2 separate regions of the Mus musculus genome follow, and region 1 is linked to region 2. The links are chromatin contacts, called in public Hi-C maps. All regions are on one chromosome and are shown on one strand. Each heading gives the region's core, a stretch centred on a gene start, on an enhancer-like site or on the middle of the called end of the contact. The rest is flanking DNA. Distances are from core to core; before and after follow the strand shown.

Region 1 (5,317 bases), core at 2,582-5,081, 460 kb before region 2:
GAATTGAGACTTCCTCTTGGAAGATTTTTACCTTTGATGAGTGTGAAGTGCCCCTCCTTGTCTTTTTTGATGACTTTGGGTTGGAAGTCAATTTTATTACATATTAGAATGGCTACTCCAGCTTGTTTCTTCAGATCATTTGCTTGGAAAATTGTTTTCCAGCCTTTCATTCTGAGGTAGTGTCTATCTTTTTCCCAGAGATGAGTTTCCTGTAAGCAGCAAAATGTTGGGTCCTGTTTGTGTAGCCAGTCTGTTAGTCTATGTCTTTTTATTGGGGAATTGAGTCCATTGAAATTAAGAGATATTAAGGAAAAGTAATTGTTGCTTCCTATTATTTTTGTTGTTAAAGTTGGCATTCTGTTCTTGTGGCTGACTTCTTTTTGGTTTGTTGAGGGATTTACCTTCTTGCTTTTTCTAGGACATGTTTTTCTGTCCTTGTATTGTTTTTTGTTTGTTTGTTTGTTTGTTTGTTTCCTGTTATTATCCTTTGAAGGGTCAGATTGGTAGAAAGATATTATGTGAATTTTGTTCTGTTGTGGAATACTTTTGTTTCTCCATCTAAGGTAATTGAAAGTTTGGCTGGGTATACTATCCTGGGTTGGCATTTGTGATCTCTTAGTGTCTGTATAACATCTGTCCAGGCTTTTCTGGCTTTCATAGTCTCCAGTGAAAAAATCTGGTGTAATTCTGATAGGCTTGCCTTTATATGTTACTGCTTTTTCCCTTACTGCTTTTAATATTCTATCTTTATTGAGTGCTTTTGTTTTTCTGATTATTATGTGTCAGGAGGAATTTCTTTTCTGGTCCAGTCTATTTGGAGTTCTGTAGGCTTCTTGTATGTTCATGGGCATCTCTTTCTTTAGGTTTGGGAAATTTTCTTCTATAATTTTGTTGAAGATATTTGCTGGCCCTTTGTGTTGAAAATCTTCATTCTCATCTACTCCTATTATCCATAGGTTTGGTCTTCTCATTGTGTCCTGTATTTCTTGTATGTTTTGAGTTAGGATCTTTTTGCATTTTCCATTTTCTTTGATTGTTGTGCCAATGTTCTCTATGGAATCTTCTGCACCTGAGATTCTCTCTTCCATCTCTTGTATTCTGTTGCTGATGCTCGCGTCTATGGTTCCAGATTTCTTTCCTAGGGTTTCTATCTCCAGTGTTGCCTCACTTTGGGTTTTCTTTATTGTGGCTACTTCCCTTTTTAGGTCTTGGATGGTTTCATTCAATTCCATCACCTGTTTGGTCGTGTTTTCCTGCAATTCTTTAAGGGATTTTTGTGCTTCCTCTTTAAGGTCTTTTACCTGTTTAGCAGTGTTCTCCTGTATTTCTTTGAGTGAGTTATTAAAGTCCTTCTTGATGTCCTCTACCAACATCATGAGATATGCTTTGAAATCAGGGACTAGCTTTTCGGGTGTGTTGGGGTGCCCTGGACTGGGCGAGGTGTGAGTGCTGTGTTCTGATAATGGTGAATGGTCTTGGTTTCTGTTAGTAAGATTCTTATGTTTACCTCTTGCCATCTGGTAATCTCTGGAGTTAGTTGATTTAGTTGTCTCTGGTTAGAGATTGTTCCTCTGGTGATTCTGTTAGCCTCTATCAGCAGACCTGGTAGACTAGGTCTCTCCTGAGTTTCAGTGGTCAGAGCACTCTCTGCAGGTAAGCTCTCCTCTTACAGGGAAGGTGCACAGATATCTGGCGTTCGGATCTCCCTCCTGGACGAAGATGAAGGCCCAAAACAGGACCTGTCCCAGAAGTTGTGTTGCTTTGGCCTGTCACAGAAGCTGTTAGCTTCTGTAGTCCACACTATCACCCGTGCAGAATACTCTCCGTGGAGTCCTGGAACCAAGATGTCTGCAGCGGATGCTCTGGCAAAGAGCTTCTGGGCTGGGCGGGCACCTTCTGTCCTATCCTCTGGCCGGGATGGTGCCCGGATGTCTGGGGCCCGAAAAGGGGGCTGCCTCAGAAGCTCTGTGGCTCCTGCCTGTCCCAGAAGCTGTTAGCTTCTGTAGTTCACACTCTCACCTGTGCAGAATACTCTCGGTGGAGTCTTGGAACCCAAGATAATTTCTTGTGTTCCCACTCCAGTGTTTGTATTTACCTCTCCCAAGTGGGTCAGGGTAGAGAAATGCCTGAGTACCTTCCAATCCAGTCTCAGAGTCCAGAAGCCATTCCATCTAAGCTAGTCCTAAGCTACTGTAGATGCCCACAAGAATCTGTACTGAATGAAAACAAGTATTCTTTCTGGATGACAAAAACATTTAGTATTTTGTTAATTCCTGCCAAATAACTAGTCAATTATGGGTCGAGACAGCATACTTTCCAAAGTGTTTAGTTCCAATAACTTACTATCTCCTTCAGACAAGATTTGGTAAGAAACATAATAGGTCCAAACTAACTTTAAGAAATGATTGTAGCATATGAATTATCTATTATGGTAGAGTCATTCATCATCATGACTACAATGAAAACCTGTTCTTATGTCAATATCTTCAAGGGGTACTCGTTTCTAGTTTTACATGGTTTTGATGAAAAATCTGTGGCATTGTGAAAAACCTTCCAGCTGCCCTCCACAACTCTGGCACCAAGTGTGAGTCTGCTGTTATTAATAAAATTGAATAAAAATAAAACATTAATCTTAAAGCAATTAACCCAACTAACCCATCCATGGAGTTCCTTGGTGCAAGAGTGGAGGTATCACTTTGTTGGTCATTTTTACTCTTCTCTTAATGTCAGAGTCAGAACAAATGCTGAGATAGAAGGAGCTAGAGAAAATAACACCTTCACAGACTGCTCAACTCTGAGAAATGGGCCCATAGGCAATTGCATATTTGGGTGAAAATCATACAGAACTTACTCACACAAATCTAGACTGTACAGCCTCAGAGTGAGTCCCTAGTTCCTAATTGCTTCTAGGATCATGGAGAAACACAATGAAAACTCAGTCTGACTCCATATTAGGCTTAAAAGACAACTTATAGTAAGGCCAAACTAAGTTAGTTCCTCTTTATGATTAAACCTCTATTTTTCAAGGACTGGGCTATGACACACCAAAACTTTAACTACAAATAGTTCTGTACTGCTTGTTCCAGGAATGTCAAACATGTTTTTTGTTTTTTTTTTCCAAAAAGTTGTTTATAAGCATACTGCAGTCCCCTTATGCTTTACAAGGTTATATGACCACCTTGGGCAGCCTAGTGATAAGGACCACTTTATTATGCCCACTTTGCCACTATGCCTTTGTATTGGGAGGTCCTTAGGACTAACTTGTTATTCCTATGTTTTACTCTTGTATTCCTCCCTATTTGCCCATCAAATCCCACATTCAGAAAACCCTTACCCTGATCTATAAAAGACTTATCTTCTTCATATCGAAGGCTGACTTCTCAAACCCTGCCTTAGGGATATACGGCTGGTGTACTGGAGCTAAAAAAAAAAAAAAATCTTGCTTTAATTAATTTAGCCAAGATGATTTGGGTCAGTGGTGTCTCTCTTCCCATCGTTGGGATTAACAAGAGCATGGCTGTATATAGAGTATGAGAGAAAATATTCAGCTAACAGACAGTGAACATGAGCCCTATGTGCAGTGCTGGTAAAACTATAACAGGGCATCCTGCAGACAGTACAGATTATACTCAGAGATGGTGCCTATGTTACAATAATCATTAGAAAACACAGCTATAAGTACAGGAGAGAGAACATTGCTGTCTATCAAGAACTATTTACTGTGCATTATGTGTGCTACCCCTGCATATTACTATCAGCACAGCAGCATGGCCAATTCCAGCACCCCCAGTCACTGTCTACATCACAACAGCTGTAACATCAGTGAGACAGGAATATCTCTGCTCTACTAGAATCTGAAAGCACAATCATTGACTATGTGATCTGTGCATTATGCAATGAATTACCATATCAAAGAGCATTTTAAGAGCTTTTCATCCTACTCCTCCTACTCCTCTTGTAAGGTTTCTTTGTCCCCCTTTCCTCCTCCAGTACAATTAGGATCTAGGCTACTGTTAATAGGAGAAAGGCATTCACCATCCAGCTCCCTACAAAGTGTCAGGGACTCATCTGCAGCAGCCCCTCAGGCTTCTGCTGGTGGTTTTGGCTGAGGAGAGGACAGGTTGCATACAGGAAGTGCATGTACTAAGTATTTCCGGTGAACTGCCTGATCAGACTTCAGAAGAAATCATTGCGTTTTCAACCTCTAGTAATTCACAGTGATGTATGTACTCATTTAAAAACAATGCACACATTTGTACTTACTTTTCTGCTGCAGAGATTGTATTTATTATGAGCTGAATTGTTTGCAACTCCAAAAATCCTGTTTCGCAATTTAGCTTCTGAGAACAAAACTGTTAAGATGTCGTTAAGGTGAAATGAGCTGCTATGGCTGCTGCCCTGAAGCAGGGGATTAATAGTTTCTCTCTCTGCACGGAGGGGGAAGATGTTTTCCCCTCTCTGTCTCTCTTCTGTCAACTAAAATCAGATACTAGGTCATCCTTAACAGGCTGGGTTCTTGATTTCTCTTCAATGGTACTGAGCTAGTGACCCAACTTCTTTTCACTCAGCTCCATAATTCTAAGATTCCTTGTACTTCCTAGTAAAGACCCAGAAAGGCTCACATATTTGAGTACTTAGTAGGATTAAGGGGTATGGCCTTATTGGAGTAGGTGTAACACCTTTACAGGAAGTGTGTCACTAGGGGTGGGGTTTGAGGTTTCAAAAGCTCATGATAGTCCCAGTCTCCTTCATAACTCTGTGGTGCTTATGGCCCAATAAGAAGTTGTTAAATAATGTCGATGATCTTGTAACTAACGAGGAGACACAGTGTGTCCTCATCTCATTATATGACATAGCAACAGGCAACAAAAAAAGCACCATAGCAGCCTGTTTTCTCAAGGTCAATATACTGAGCCCAAAACACTTAAAAACAAAGCTGAGCTATTAAGTAAATATGGATCCAGTATCTCTTATACTTTTTCTTATGTAGGCATAATAACTCAAATAAAAATATAGTACCATGTAAAGTTATAGCCACACACACATGTGCGCATGTACGCACACAGATAAATGCACACATACATGCACACACACACACACACACACACACACACACACACTGGATAGCTTCTCTCTCACTTGAGCTCTAGTCCTTAGCCCTCTGTTCTTCTGTGTGTGTGTGTGTGTGTGTGTGTGTGCGTGTGGTGTATCTATATGTAGTACATGAATGCTTGATATGATGTGGAGGACACCGGGGGCATCTGTATGTACATATATCTATATGTCTATATAGAACTCAAGTTGATTTCAGGTGTAC
Region 2 (4,978 bases), core at 2,000-4,499:
ATGGGCATAGTGGGGCCCTGGGTCTCTAGTAAAGCAAGGGACTCCTCAGATGTGAGTGGTGGGTACCTTTTCCAGCAGGCGCTTGGCATTGAGGGCTTTGAAGAGAACTGGATCTTAAATCCTCAGTTACATTTATTTAGTGCAGTGTAACTGTGGACACTGGAAACAGTGGCTTCCAGCTAAGTCTAGAAAGCAGAATTCAGTTCTGAATCCACGGAGAAGATAAAAGGAAGCATTCTCGGTGGGAGTGTGTCACAAGAAGGACAAATAGTCAGGGTAATCACTAGTAGTTCAGTTACCTCAAATGCAATGGAAATGGGCCCCTTCCCCACCGTGAAGGTCCTTAAGTTAGTCCATGGGCCAGCAGTTTTCATATTACAACCCAAAGCTGTGTGTCCATTGTAGTCCTCAAGCATAGAGGGCTGGAGAGAGGGCTCAATGGTTATGAGCATTTGCTGCTCAACCCCAAGACTGGGGTTCAATTGCTAGCACCAAAGTTAGGGGGCTTACTAACTGCAACTCCAGGGGATCTCTTCCTCTGGCCTCTAAGAACATGTGTGCTCATACGCATATACACAACCCCACCCATAATTGAAAAATTAAATAAAAATTTAAAAATAGAAAATGGGGCTAGAGAAATGGCTCAGTGGTTAAGAGCACTGATTGCTCTTCCAGAGGCCCTGAGATCAATTCCCAGCAACCACATGGTGGCTCACAACCATCCATAATGAGATCTGGTGCCCTCTTCTGGAGTGTCTGAGGACAGCTACAGTGTACTTACATTATATATATATATATATATATATATATATATATATATATATATATATTCTTTAGTGGAAGTAAATTAAGTATTAGTAATAGCTTAATACAATTTCTGAAACAAAGTCAGTAGTTGATTATAAAGGCTAGTCCTTAATCCACCTGTTTAAAATCCCTGAGCTAAATTGAGTACCCAGTTTCCAAATGCTTTGGGATTAGAAGTATTTTAGAAACTTGAGTGTCTTCAGATCTTGCAACATTACATATACACGAGCTATCTTGTACATGGGTCTCATATCTAAATATGAAATTCACTAATATTTTTTGTATTCCTCACATGTAGCATTGAAATTTTATAGTATCTTTCATAATTTTGCATGTGAAAGTGTTTGCTGATATAAACTTTTCACCTGTTTTATGTTAGTTTAAGACATCGCAGATCTTATACCATTTTGAGTTTGGATTTTCAGATTAGGGAAGCTCAGCTTGTACACCCTTCCAAGCTGGGATGAAAATTACCATTGTCAAAATGGCTCATGATGAAATAAATATTCATGCACTCTTTTGCTTATTTTCCACAAACAGCACCTACTATGCACTCATCAGTTATTTTCTATTTATCAACTTATCACTCGAATTTAAAGAAAGAAGAATCATAGAGCTACAGCCAAGTTTTATGAGAAGAAATGCTTTTATATAGCAAATCAATCTCCCAAATGTTCAATAGCCAAACCATAGACATATTAAATAACCAGCCGTTAAGTAAGGTGATGCTGTGCAATGACTACAAGAGGAAAGCACACACAGGAAGCGCATTCCTACTGCACTGGCTGAAGCCACACCTCCATGTGTGGTTACTGTTTGCCTGCTCCAAGTGACGATGTGCCTGTGGGAAAAGACACCTAGGAAATGAGCATTTCTTTCCGTTATGCTATAAGCACGTTACAGTTGAGACACAAAGTAAAATCTCATTTTTGGCTGGGCAGTCTTTCATTGTCTTGTAGTTTCCGCAGCAGTAAGTATCTACTGTTAAAAGCAGAGCGCTGGCCTACTTCTGTCTATTTCCATTACTGTGCGCCTTTGTACCACATTGTCTTTCTCCTGGTGCCTAGTGGAACATTAAGGTTCATAATTATTTTGATAAGATCAGGGTTGTGGGCCCTTTTGTTGTTTTTCGGCTTCCTTATTTGCTAATAATTCAGATTCAGTGCTGAAGACTAACAAATCTCTTGACCAGGCAGGTTGGAAATGCAGAACTCTGAAAATAATACAGCAGCGATATTTTATAGACCTTTCGATGTGAAAAAGCTTATGGTCCAAATTCATATCACTGAGAGAAGTGAATGAGAGCTTACTATTCATGTAGGCAAAGAATGCATCCTGCTGAGAAAATTAATCAGGATTTACCTAAGTAAAAATTATAAACAGAAGTCTCAGGAGTCGTTGATAGGTTACAATATCTAGTTGAATCAATCCTGCACAAACTACACAGGATGATCTGTTTCTTTAAAAAATGCTCAGTGGTGTAAAAAGGAATAAAATTACATTTGTTTTTGGTCCTGAGTGGTTACAGTAGGATTATTGACTACCCTGTAATTCAATGCCCCATTTAACGAGAATGATATTAATTATGAGCACATTATTTTAAAAATTTCCAAAGCAGATTCTTTTGTGTCCACAGTGTGAAAACTCAGTGTCTGCCCATAGTCAGAGTTAGCTCTCCCTACAGTCCAGGGCAGCATGGAGGGGAGGCCAGCAAGTGGTTTGTGTGCATCTGGACCTTTCGGTGTCACTCAGGAAGCCTGGAAAATCTTTCAGCAAAAATGCTCATGCCATTTACCTCAGCATGACCTCACAGGCCCAGCATCTTGAGTCTGTCCAAGGATGTTTTATCCACAGCGCAGCCCACCTTGAAAGTTGTTATTCTAGAATATTCTTTATCCTAGAGTGAAATGTGAGGGCTCTTCTGCGTCACCGAACCCAAGGGTTAAGGTCAAGGGTAAGGGCAGAAAGGGAGATCCTTCCAACGCCTGCCCTGCCTTCCTATGCAGGTGCTTCAGATGTTTTCTCTTCACTTAGACCCTTGTCCATGAAACTGACTCAGCTTCTCTGAGGAGCATGTGAGGCTGCCATTCAAGGACATCTGACAACTGCAGTTTTCCTTGGAACATCACCATGTTAGTTGTTAGAACAATTTCAACGGACTACGTGGCGTTATGAGTTCACACAGTCTTGACTTGCAACTTATGGTCTTAGAGAAAATTTTTAAAAATTTAGATTACTTGAAAACCTTTCGAAACTGAAGCTTTTATGCCACTAGGGAGTGCAAAGCAGTCAGGTGTGCTTAGCCTTTATGCCATGGTTGTTGGTACAATCGAGAACGCACACTCTCTCTTTTTCTTTTTGAGTGGAACACATGAAGGAAAGCAGTTGCGAGAGACGGAAACCAACTCTTTTTCCATTCACCTTATTATTGAGCTGTGGTTTCCCAGCTTCCGTTTCTGTTATCAGAAGATCTGAAGCAAAGCTTCAGTTATGCAGAGAGAATGAGTTAACATCTAATCAAGTAGGAAAATAGCTTTAAACACCTGCTCCGAATTTGTAATATAATATTCAGAATAATATGACCTGGTAAATTACAGTTTAAAACCAGTGTAAGAAGCATGTCCTATTATAATGTCCATCAGGCATTTAATACCATTGTTCTTGTTTATTTCGTTTACTTAAGTTATAAAGAGTGTGTCTCATTCTTCTGAGAAATCTAGCATCTAACAGGTGTTTAATAACAGCATGCCTCTATGAAAATTATCTCAAGGGCACCCTTAGCAAAGGAGAGCAAGTCATTAAATACTAGTTTTAAAGTGACCTCAAAGCTTTACAATTAAGCAGCAAAGCTCACTTGTTATGCCTGTCTCCCTCTAGGGGATGATATGGTGCCAGGGACAGTGTGTTGGTGTTTTGAGAGACACTGGAGAAAGACAAAGAAAGGCAAATTTCTTAGGGTAGTATGCAAGCTGAAGAGAGAGAGGGAGGGAGAAGGGAGGGAGAGAGAGATATTAAGACAGAGAGAGATAGAGAGACAAAGAGAGATGGAGAAGGAGAGAGAAGAAGGGGAAGTGAAGGAGGAGTGAGATCAAAGTACAGTGTGCATGGACATGGCCTTTCCAAATTCATTTATTTCCAAACACAGTAGTATGAGTCTCTAACCGCCTCAGTGTGATAGCAGCAGATGTTCATTGCAACTACTGCAGAAAGCAGTGACTGTAGTGGAAAGGTGCTGGTCCCCAGCAGCCTGATGGAGGTATCACGCCTCCCAGAGGTAAAAAGAAAAATGGACTCTTAAAGGAAAGAAGTCTGCCTTTCTCATGGAGGTGATTGTAGCTGTGAACAGTAAAGAAGCAATATAGACACCCTCAACAGTGTATTATCCTTCATGATAATCGAGGGGGCAGCTAATGATTTGAGTGGGAGAGTGACTCAGAAGTCTACCAGACTCACACTCTACTAAGCTGTAGGAGTCTCTTATTGAAAATCTGCATCTTAGGCAGGTAAAGAAAATAGAAAGGAATCATAGTAAAAATAATTTATTCATATATACATAGACTATTTTGTTGCACGAGCTTAAATTGCCTTTTCCACAGCAACCAGTTTGGATCCAATTGAATACAATAAATGTCTTGTGACAGTGCTTGCATTTTTGCTTTGTGATTTCGGGCAAATGCAGAAAGATTACTGATGCATTCCTAGTCCAGAAATATGGTCTCTATTGATTGCGTTGACATGATAAATAGCAGTTTTACATGTTAATATTTATTCAGAGATGCTATTGCATCTATTATGAGCGTAAGTGCTTATAGAACCATTTATTGACATTCATTTTTAGTTGAGCCTAAGTTATCATTAGTGGTCTTTCCATAAATAGGCATTTGACACTTGAATATATTTAATAAAATGCATGTGCTAATTGTATTTGCCTGGACTCACAAGTCATGTTTTTAAATGGGGAAAATTAAATTGATATTTTTAAGAAATAGATTATTTTTGTTTGGGAGAGAAGTTACGCAAATAAAGACATTTTGTAAGGTAGATGGTTTATTTTCTCCTGGTTATTGAAAACCAAATAAAACAAAAATCCAATCCTGTCATTAGTGCTTTAACTAGCATAATTGGATAATGCTTACTTTTACATTGTTGTATGTCTTAGCACCCAGAATAA

The links. A called contact is a pair of places that touch in the nucleus more often than the background predicts.
Region 1: a Hi-C map of CD4 T cells shows a contact between it and region 2, with 2.9 times the contacts expected there. The contact joins two enhancer-like sites. A contact is called at or near these places in 1 of 15 datasets of contacts at CTCF or cohesin (pro-B cells), 1 of 484 Hi-C or Micro-C datasets (CD4 T cells) and 2 of 115 datasets of contacts at active chromatin or transcription factors (double positive thymocytes and thymocytes).

Annotation. Positions count from the first base shown.
Region 1 is chr4:7,363,110-7,368,426 of GRCm38.p6, reverse strand. No RefSeq gene overlaps it. Among named protein-coding and RNA genes, the nearest start is that of Gm33646, 170 kb to the right of the region's middle. Within about 2 kb of position 3,831, at least 39 of the 459 cell types and tissues checked have an H3K27ac peak or open chromatin away from gene starts, as enhancers often do. A contact at or near this core is called in double positive thymocytes and pro-B cells, where this site is marked.
Region 2 is chr4:6,900,547-6,905,524 of GRCm38.p6, reverse strand. All of the region lies in intron 1 of Tox (thymocyte selection-associated high mobility group box), which reads left to right. Among named protein-coding and RNA genes, the nearest start is that of Tox, 88 kb to the left of the region's middle. Within about 2 kb of position 3,249, at least 45 of the 459 cell types and tissues checked have an H3K27ac peak or open chromatin away from gene starts, as enhancers often do. A contact at or near this core is called in double positive thymocytes and pro-B cells, where this site is marked.